Regions from separate parts of the Mus musculus genome. Here region 2 is linked to region 1. Evidence: chromatin contacts called from public Hi-C data. All regions are on one chromosome and are shown on one strand. Each heading gives the region's core, a stretch centred on a gene start, on an enhancer-like site or on the middle of the called end of the contact. The rest is flanking DNA. Distances are from core to core; before and after follow the strand shown.

Region 1 (4,857 bases), core at 814-3,313:
TTTCCCCCCACTCTCTGATTCTTTTGAAGTTCCCTTCCCTCATCCTTCCCATTCACCAAGAAAGGTGTCCCTTCTCTTTCCCGCCTCAACAGCATTAAAGGTCACATGTTAGTGAGAATACAGTTTTTAAAAAAAAGCCACTCCCTAGAACTAGGTGCATGCACTGACAAAGAACCCTGGGTGTGGCTGAGCAGGTTCACCCGGACAGGGCACTCTTGGGGTTGATCTTTCGCTAGGGAAAGTATCCTCCACTAGATAGTTCTGGACTTGAATCTTGATCCCAAAAGGACCCTGGCTTGACAGTGCAGAGCATTCTTTCTGCAAGTGGCCAGCCTGGGGCCTCTACTGTACCAGCGTTTCGTACTGACTCACCCAGGCAGCGCTTTGCTAGACAATTTACTGTTTTTCTGTAGCCTTCAAACTCCAGCTATTAATTTTTGAGTGTGTTTAGGTGCAGCTGCAACACAGAAGTTTTGCTCATTGATTTCTTGAAGCATTTATTATGCTATGTAGGCTGTTGTTATGAATCATTTAGATTTATGAGCCAGTGCCTGCTACCCTGCAGAGCCCAAGGATCCTGAAGAAATCGTTTATACACACCCAATTCTTATACGTCCTTGAATGGGGTTCTCACCAAGCATACAAAACAGGAACCCCACGGGAGGTAGCTGGCTTTATTTCTCCTTGGCCTGGACATGGCTGAAGGCTGCCTTACCTTCCTGCTCCAGGGAACTCTTAGAGAAGAACAGAGGACTAAACATTGAGTGGAGAAGGTAGACTCCAGGAATGTGTGTAAAGTGAACGGTGTGAGGCAGTGGCTTTCTGTGCCAACAGTTCTGGTAACTTACCTGAAATGAGAGTTCTCAGACCCCACCCAAGACCTGCTGAGTCAGGACTCTGGGGTGGATCCAGTGATCTGTGTCGAAACCAGACTTTATGCGTGCCAAAGGATGAGTGTGGCCAGCGTGGCAAAGGGCCTGAAACCAAGAGTCACTCGCCCTGGAAACTTCTCCAAGTCTACAGTTTACAGTGAGACAATGGGGAAGCCGCTCTCCTTCTCAAATGGGAAAATAGTGCCTTGATATGGCTTCAAATAATTTTTCACAGACCAAATACTGTTGTCAAGGTGAAAGGCATTCAGATAAGACATCATGTGAATGTAAAATATACTTATTATTTTTTGCATAATAAGAGCTCCAACAAAATTCAGATACATTGGAAATCAGTGTCTAAAATAGTTTAACTATGACATTACATATATATATATATATCTTGTGTGAGTGTGTGTGTGTGTGTGTTTGCTGGGGGTTGAGTTTAGAGCCTGATGCATATGGATATTGCTGTACCAGTAACATAAAAATTAAGCTCCCAAAATATAATTTTAAAGGTGGATATTCTAATTTGCTTTAACAATGGGTGTGTGTGCATGTGTGTGTGTGTGTGTGTACGTGAGAGAGACAGACAGACAGACAGACAGAGAGAGAGACAGAAAGCCAGTAGGAGTTAATTTTCTCTTCCCTCATGTCATGAGGTTCAGTGACAAGTGCCTTTACTTAATGAGCCATTTTGCCAACCCTTTAATAATGCAATTCACAAAGTCAAATGGGAAATACATAAAGCATCCCTGTTAGAGAAAAGTGGTTCTGGTTTTTATTGTGCATTAAAAGAAGCATCTTTAACCAGCTGCTCTTCTGGCTTCAGGGCATTTCTGTTTATCCTAACTCCTGTCAAGTGGACTCAAGGATGAGTGCGCTGGGAGTTTATAGAGAGTGAAAGGACTTACACAGACACAGGTGGGTGACGTTTATTTGTTTTCCTGTTTCATCCTCAGTGAAAATGGAGCCTGGCCGATCAGCAGCGAGCACAACCTCCACAGGACAGGAGTGTGTGGCTGTCTCTCAGCTTTTCAGGCTGGGCTTGTTTCCTTTCACTTCCTTTCAAAGGCTCCATTGTCCTCTTCTTCAGTCATCTTTGTTTCTCTTCTCTGAACTCTTTCCAGATCCTTCAGGCACAGCCTCTGTTGATACTCAGGCTTCTCACTTAGCGAACTCGAGGCTGTATAAGAACCCCAGTGTCCATCAGAGACCAGGGAGGATTCTGGGAGGATGATCTCATAGCCCAGCTCCCTTCCCCACTGAACTTCCCCAGCAAAGCTCTGTCCTCGTACCAAGGTCAAGGCTGTGGCTGTCTCTCAGTCCAGGAATTCCATCCAGACCACTGGTTCAGAACCACGGCTGTACATTGGAATCACCTCATAATGCCAGTTCTCCAACTCCCAGGATTCCCACTTGTTGGCAGGTTCTGTGGCTCTAAAGTGAAGCCAGCATAAGAATCACAGATTTTGCTGGGCGTGGTGGCACACGCCTTTAATCCTAGCACTTGGAAGGCAGAGGCAGGTGGATTTCTGAGTCCGAGGCCAGCCTGGTCTACAGAGTGAGTTCCAGGACAGCCAGAGCTACACAGAGAAACCCTGTCTCAAAAAAAAAAAAAAAAAAAAAAAAAAAAAAAAAAAAAAAAGGAACCACAGATTTTAGCGTTGATGGAGCAGCTGAGAAGCTGGGAAGGACTAGGAGCCTCTGTTGACAGCAAACCTAGTTTTTCTGACTTAGTAGTAGCCACCCTGGAACCTTGTCCTCCTCATTATGCCTAATAACTTCAAGTTTTAAGATTCTCAATGGTTTTAAATATTCATTTTTCCCCTTCAGATTCTCAAAGGTCCAGTTACAGTAGAGTGTCTGGGAGAAATTATTAAGGCAGATCTCTGGCCCCACCCTCAGATTTCTGGTTCAGCTGTCGCAGTGTGGGTTCCCAGATGTGTGTTTCTAGTCACTCCCCAGGCTGCAATTGCTGTTGCTGCTCCACAAACCATTCTTTCAGAACTGCCTGTCTTAGCTCTTTCGGTCCCCTTGATTCTGAACCGTAAGTATGTGCCATTGGAGCAGTAAAAATTAGAGCAGGCCACACACCCAACCAGACAGGCAGGGCTTTCTATTGGGACCTTCTCGAGACCCCTTTGACTCAGGCCAAATGGAAGTAACACTGAAAAAAGGTGACCAGTGCTTGTTTAAACAATGTGCTTTCTTACACACGAACACACTGGCGCTCTCTCTCTCTCTCTCTCTCTCTCTCTCTCTCTCTCTCTCTCTGTGTGTGTGTGTGTGTGTGTGTGTGTGTGTTTGGGGGTGTATTTAACAGGTTGTCAAGTTCAGTCAACCACTGCTGTGTTACAGCTGGTACCATCTTTTTATGTAACTGTCCTGGCCGCATGGTTTGATCTGGGTCTTAGAGTAAGACTGGCAGACTATAGGTGCTCAGTTGTTGAAAAAGCACATGGGCAGGGTAGAGAAAACACATGCTTGCTCCAGTGGTCAGTAGGCCAGGTCTGGGGCTATCGTCATCATCATCACCACCGTGTTTCATGCAGACCTGAGCAGAATCTTACTGAAAGACTGGGACAGTCAAAGGGAGAGACAAACTATGAAGACAGAGACGCCAAGACTCTTAGCCAACTGCCAGCTATGGTGAAGAATCAGAGTTTTCTACAAACAAGGTCTTCAAGTTTCTGCAAAGGTTGAGCTTGCCAACCCCTAAGTCAAATGAGCTATCTGCTCAAAGCTATTAGGAGATGCATAGCGCTTCTCACCTGTGTGATCTCCAAAATCAATGAGTTCTAAGTGAATCTGTGGTGCTTTATAGCAAGCAGGGGTGGGGTGGGGTGGGGTGCGGTGGGGTGGGGTGGGTGGGTAAGTTCTATCCAGGCATTTAACTTGGTAATGCTGGATTTGTTGGGGTTAGCCTAGAAACTGGAGCTAGGCTTGGATTTTGTTGGGGAAGATTAACCTGGAACCGCTGATCTTGTTGGGGGATAATTTGGAAACCAATGCTAGGTACCACCAGTTAGTTTACCTGAGTTCAAGTTCTCTAAAATGGAGCCTGAACTAAAAAGATTTGGTCTCTCAAATCAAGAGTGAGCAGAGCAGAGGGTTGTGTAGAGTGAGTTTACTTGTTTGTTTTGGTCACAGTCCCCTCTGCTTGTCATTTGTGTAGTCATCTTGAACCCAGCTAGTTCTAACTTGGTTTCGTAATAATGGGTTCCCCGTCTGTCAATATTTGGACGTGCTTTTGAGGGGTGAAAGGTTCATGGCCCAGAAGCAGAGGTTCGTGGGTCTGCCTCAGGTCTCTGCCCGCTCAGTCTGTCTGGCTTTTCTGCACTTAATTGTAACTTTAATTTTTTTCAAACGCCTACTTTTAATGATGGTTCTTAAACACTTTAACCTCCCTTGTAGCCCACAGCACACCAGAGGAAGTGGGAAAGAAAGGATATAGTGGGGGGCGGAGGGAATAGACCTGTTTAGAAAGGTTCTATGGAGCAACTCCTGTCTGTGTTGTCCAGAGATCTGCTGTTCAGTTCACAGGTTAGCAGCAGCAACTCGATCTACTCGCAAACACTTCACAGATAACACCAGCAGTCCAGTTCGTTAGAGTTGGGATAACAAACAAGAATCAGCAGCGGCACTACTACCTAGCAGAGACAGCCAGGCCTCAGCCTCAGCAGGAGTCAGCAGAAGGACCCAGAAGGATGCCAGGAGAAGTTCTCGGATATGCCTCTCTCAGCAAAGATCAGCAAAGACTAGAGACCTGCAAGCATTACACAACTAGTTCTATAGACAAGCGGAGCTCAGCCTCTGTCACTATACTTCGAGTTCTAGTTAAACTCTCCAGACGTCACGTGTCCTCCACGTTTCTTGCCTCAGCACACGTCTTGACTAAGCACGTGTGTCTGTCTTAACTGACATCACTCTGCCCATCAGCCAGAGTCCGCTGAAGCAGTAAGAAGCTGAAACACACCACCAGAAG
Region 2 (4,857 bases), core at 875-3,374, 240 kb after region 1:
ATCTGCACAGAATAAAATGTTTATAAACAACTAGAACTCATCCTACTAAACTAACTCTTAACTAAGATGACTGGAGTTTTCAGAACTGGGTACTTGTCAACATGGGTGATGTGCCAGTATCAAAACTCAGGTTTTTTGTAACTCCTTTCTTTTCCCATATCATTTACAAACTAATGACATCAGTTCCTTTGAATATCTTCCCCACACCAGAAACTAGACCCACCAACCGTTCATTCCCCTTCTGCTCAAAAGCTCTACCTCCTTAACCTCAGTCACTCTGCTATGCACAAGTCTATGACTTAAATGCCAAGACAGACCAGGGTGAATGGTGAAGTCTCACAAAGAGGAGAGAATTTGTACCAATTTGACTATTCAGATTTAATTTTTTTAATTTGATTTTCTTTTCATTTCTTTGATTTTTGTTTTTAATGAAACCCTAATAATAGAATGAAATGTTAGAAAAGCAAAAATCAGTATTAAAGTGTACATTGAGAAAAAGCTGTAGTGTCCTGACTCCCAACCTCTGAGTAACTAAGGACTTTCAAGTTGCTCCTAAAGTTAACCTGGATACAAGGCACATGTTAAAGGGTGCCTCTTTGGGTGGCTTAGCTTACACAGAAGCAACAAATGCAGACCTTAGATTCTAGAGGATGCCACTTACTGCTCTTAACATGTGCCCATGGAAGCCACTTCCCAATTCTTCTTGCCAACTCAGTATTATATATGTGTAGAGGAAATTTATCATAACATCCAGAGTAACTGTGTGAATTGAACACAAGACAACACACACACAAAACAAACAAACAAGAACTAGTCATGTCTGAAGCTGGAAGTAAAGTGTCACGGCTCTGACTCGGCTCCTTTCCCTTAAACACTGTTTTTGCACCCACTGCCAATTCGTGAATTCAGCTCCGCAACACTTAGCTCCTTGTCTCCAGTACTCGTCCCTGCAAAGCTGCTGCTTTTGGCTTCCCTGCCCTGCATGCCTTCCCCAGGCTCTCCACTCTGCTCTCACCGTATCCGCTGCCACCAACACGGCTGATTCTTAAAACTCAACGAGATGAGCCATCCCATGGGAGCAAGGGCACTGCTTCCAGGGCAGATTCCTAGAACTTGTGGCAAAAACAAAACCACTGGCTCCTTCTCCACTGCTGTCTTCCGAGATGGCTCGCACACTCCCCACTCCAAAGCCATTAAAGGGCGCTTAAGAACCTCAAGCAGCATCAGCCACACCTGTGCTCTTCAGTGTTGGCTTTCCTAAAGGGCCCAGCAGCTGCTCCAGGGCAGTTTTTGCCTTTTCTGTTTCAGTAATTCCAGTTGCACCGGAATTTAACTGTAACCTAACAAAGTAAGTGACAAGAATGGCATATGAATCGCCCTCGTAGCAGACATCTACAGTGGTTGGATAAAATGAAAACCATTTGCTTATTCTATCTCAACACCATCAACAGTCTGAAGCACGATTTTACATTTTACAAAACGGATTCTTTACAAAAACAATCCTTAAGAAAAGGAAAACTTGCATGCAACATGCAGAACAAGTTAAGAATGACAGTGTGTTCTCAGAACCAATGGCTCTCAAAAGAACCCAGGGCTTGAGAGATGGCTCAGCAGTTAAGAGCATATACTACTCTAGCAAAGGACCTGAGTTCAACATCTGGCATCCATGCGAGGCTGCTTAGTGGGATCCAACATTCTCTTTTGGCCGCTGTAGACACTGCACGTATGCAGCGTAGACTCAACTCATACACATAAGTTTTTTTTTTTTTTTTTAAACAAAATAAAGATGCCTGTATCCCATTACACAGCTTTTGCCAGTGGTTACTAATATAGCGTGAATGTGTGTACGCAGATGTGCATGTGTGTGTAGGCACACCTAACTCTGCACGTGCATCTGGAGGCCAGAGAACAACCTGAGCTGTTGTATCTCCTCAGACACAGCAACAGCCTACCTTGTCTTTAACACGGGGTCTCTGGCTGGACCTGACTAGATGGCCGGTAAACACCAGGAATCTTCTTGTCTTCTTCCCAGTGCTGGGAGCTGCCCCTGGCCTGCCCGTGGGTACCGGGCATCGGCGTCAGGAACACATGCTTGAACACCAAGCACGTGACAGGCTGAGCTATCTCTGCAGCTCTAGTTTTTACTTCCCCCTCCTTTCTGAGTGAGGCACGTGATCCCTGAAGCACTACTCCAAAGGAGGACATGCGGTGAGATATGTTTACAAGACAAATTACCATGTGACTGCTGAATAAGAGGGTCAGCATGTCACCTCATTCCAGTCGCTGTGATAAAACGCCCTTAACAAAAGCAACTTTTTGTTAAGAGAAAGGGCTGATTTTGGCTCACAGTTGATGATGGGCTGTCATGAGGGGACCCTCCAGTGACATTCAGGTTACATTCTTGCTGCCCAGCAATGCTTCCCCTTTCTGTTCAGTTCAGGACCCAGCCTGTAAAGGAATGCTACTTCCTAATTTTAGGGTGGGTCTTTAGAGCCTAAGTTATCAGTTAACCTAATTGAGGAGACAGGTACAGGCAAGGGCAAAATCTGCTTTCCTGGGTGGTTGTAGGTCCTGTTAATTTGACAGTATTAACACTTTCCAAATGCTAGTGGAATCAGATTTTCCAGACATGGTATTATGTACACATACTGGTGTGTCCCTGCATCTTTGTGTGCACATACACGTAGAGGTCAGAGGTCGGCCTCTGAAGTTATTCCTCACACACTGTCCACCTTGTTTTGTTTTTGTGACAAGTGAGCTCCAGGGACCTTCCTTCTGTCTCCTGCTGGGAGACTTAAATTTCCAAATAGGTTTTAAGATCAGAAGCACTAGTCGGGTCTTGGGGTCTGGGCATTGAGCACAGGTCCTCCTGCGTGGCAAGCACTTTACTGGTTGCTGTCTCCAGCCCTACTTCTTAGTAAGTTAGAAAAGTCTTCTGTTTATTTACAAGCACAAGTAGAAATGATTTTCTGACACCTTACAGTTTGAATGCCTATAGGCTCTCATAATAGCCCCCCTCCCTCACTGGTTGAGTAGTGAATAAGGAGGTGTGTTAAAGTAAATTAACTGACTTGAAGATGAATGGGAATATTGTGCCAGGTAGTTTTCAGTAGACACATTAGGACAGACATCACCCATTTTACAGGCGATATGCTCTATCAGTTTCTGTATCTCATTCTTACCCTTGTTATCCGGCTCCCTTAGCTCTTGCCTGCCATCTGAGGGAATTTCAAATGGGTTTACAGAAGAGCTGAGCAAGCAGTTTATTACAGTAAAAGTTCCTCCAGACAGCTAGGAGAGGGCTGACAAGAGGGATGGCCCACAGCTCTCAGGCTATGAGGTTTGCCTCTCCCCCCACCCCCACCCCCCATGTCCTCTACTTATGTCCCCTTCCTCCCACCCCTTTTCCTCTCCCCTCCTTGAGCCAGGGTTCTATAAAACAGGTTGTTTTTATCTTCTCCCAGTGTGTGCACTCATTGCTAAGTTGCTTGTGATCTGGTGTCCTGATGATAGGATCACATGACTGTTTGTCAGCTCTGATCTCCTGATGCCACAGAGCTGAGATTAAACAATGCAGCTTTACCCCCTGACCCCTTCCACCACTGTTGACTGTGACTTCTACCCATGCAGTAACAACTTGGAATAAAAGTAACTCAGATAACATTGACCTGATGAAGCTGTGGGGGAGTCCTTGTCAGAATGACAGATCTCATCATCGTTTGCATTTTGCTGTCATCTTTTCTTGAGCAGTGGCTTTAAAGTGGTGATCAGGTGATTCTATTCCTAGGCAGCTTAGCTCAAGCAAATTTAACTTTCTCTGAAGCAGTATAAATTCCACCAAAGACACAAAGAATTCTTATAAAGCTCCAAGGTAAAATTCCAGGGGACAGTGAAGCTTCAACAACAAGTGAATTGAAGAAAAATCCTTGTTCTAGCATGCCTCTCATTTGCCTTCTAAAAAGAAACAGAAGAATGGGGAAGAGTCTACTAAAAACTGAAGAAGTATACATATGTAAAGCTCAGAGAATGTCAGTCAGGATAAATACAAGTAAACTCACTCTCAGACTCAGCACACAGTAACTGCAGATCAGTCAGCCTAAAGAAACTATTTAAACTACAACTGGAGAGCAGAAGTAATTTACCTAAAAGAACTAGGTATTTCACTGCATTGTGAGTAGAAATAGTGGAAGCCTGATGATGGTAAGTTCAGCTTGCTGAGAAGGGTGGCCAAATGAAGACCTGCTGTGGAGGCAGGGAGGCTATCTTAGTTAGGGTTTCTATTCCTGCACAAACATCATGACCAAGAAGCAAGTTGGGGAGGAAAGGGCTTATTCGGCTTACACTTCCATACTCCTGTTCATTACCAAGGAGGTCAGGACTCGAACTCAAGCAGGTCAGAAAGCAGGAGCTGATGCAGAGGCCATGGAGGGATGTTCTTTACTGGCTTGATTCCCCTGGCTTGCTCAGCCTGCTCTCTTAAAGAACAAAGACTACCAGCCCAGAGATGGTCTCACCCACAAGGGGCCTTTCCCCCTTGATCACTAATTGAGAAAAAGCCTTACAGCTGGATTTCATGGAGGCATTTCCCCAACTGAAGCTCCTTTCTCTGTGATAACTCCAGCTGTGTCAGGTTGACACAAAACTAGCCAGTACAGAGGCTGATGTGTAGATTCCGTCTGTATTGGCTTTTACCCCTCATGTGACTGCTGCTTACTATACCAGAGGTGTCAGAGGAGGAGTCTTCATGCTGGGTTACCTGAGCCAAAGGATGGCAGCTCCTGCACAGACTACAGTGTCTCTGGAAAGCACTGCTCTTTACAGTCTGCCTGCCAGTCTAGTTTTGCAGCATTTGGTGTT

What was found. A called contact is a pair of places that touch in the nucleus more often than the background predicts.
Region 2: a Hi-C map of bone marrow-derived macrophages shows a contact between it and region 1, with 24 read pairs. The contact joins two enhancer-like sites. A contact is called at or near these places in 1 of 15 datasets of contacts at CTCF or cohesin (the NIH/3T3 cell line), 2 of 484 Hi-C or Micro-C datasets (bone marrow-derived macrophages and nephron progenitors), 5 of 115 datasets of contacts at active chromatin or transcription factors (the SCID.adh cell line, bone marrow-derived macrophages, embryonic limb bud and 1 more) and 1 of 9 other capture datasets (embryonic stem cells).

Annotation. Positions count from the first base shown.
Region 1 is chr3:84,645,723-84,650,579 of GRCm38.p6, forward strand. No RefSeq gene overlaps it. Among named protein-coding and RNA genes, the nearest start is that of Tmem154, 18 kb to the right of the region's middle. Within about 2 kb of position 2,064, at least 82 of the 459 cell types and tissues checked have an H3K27ac peak or open chromatin away from gene starts, as enhancers often do. A contact at or near this core is called in bone marrow-derived macrophages, where this site is marked.
Region 2 is chr3:84,881,862-84,886,718 of GRCm38.p6, forward strand. All of the region lies in intron 3 of Fbxw7 (F-box and WD-40 domain protein 7), which reads left to right. Among named protein-coding and RNA genes, the nearest start is that of Gm40080, 5.8 kb to the left of the region's middle. Within about 2 kb of position 2,125, at least 56 of the 459 cell types and tissues checked have an H3K27ac peak or open chromatin away from gene starts, as enhancers often do. A contact at or near this core is called in bone marrow-derived macrophages, where this site is marked.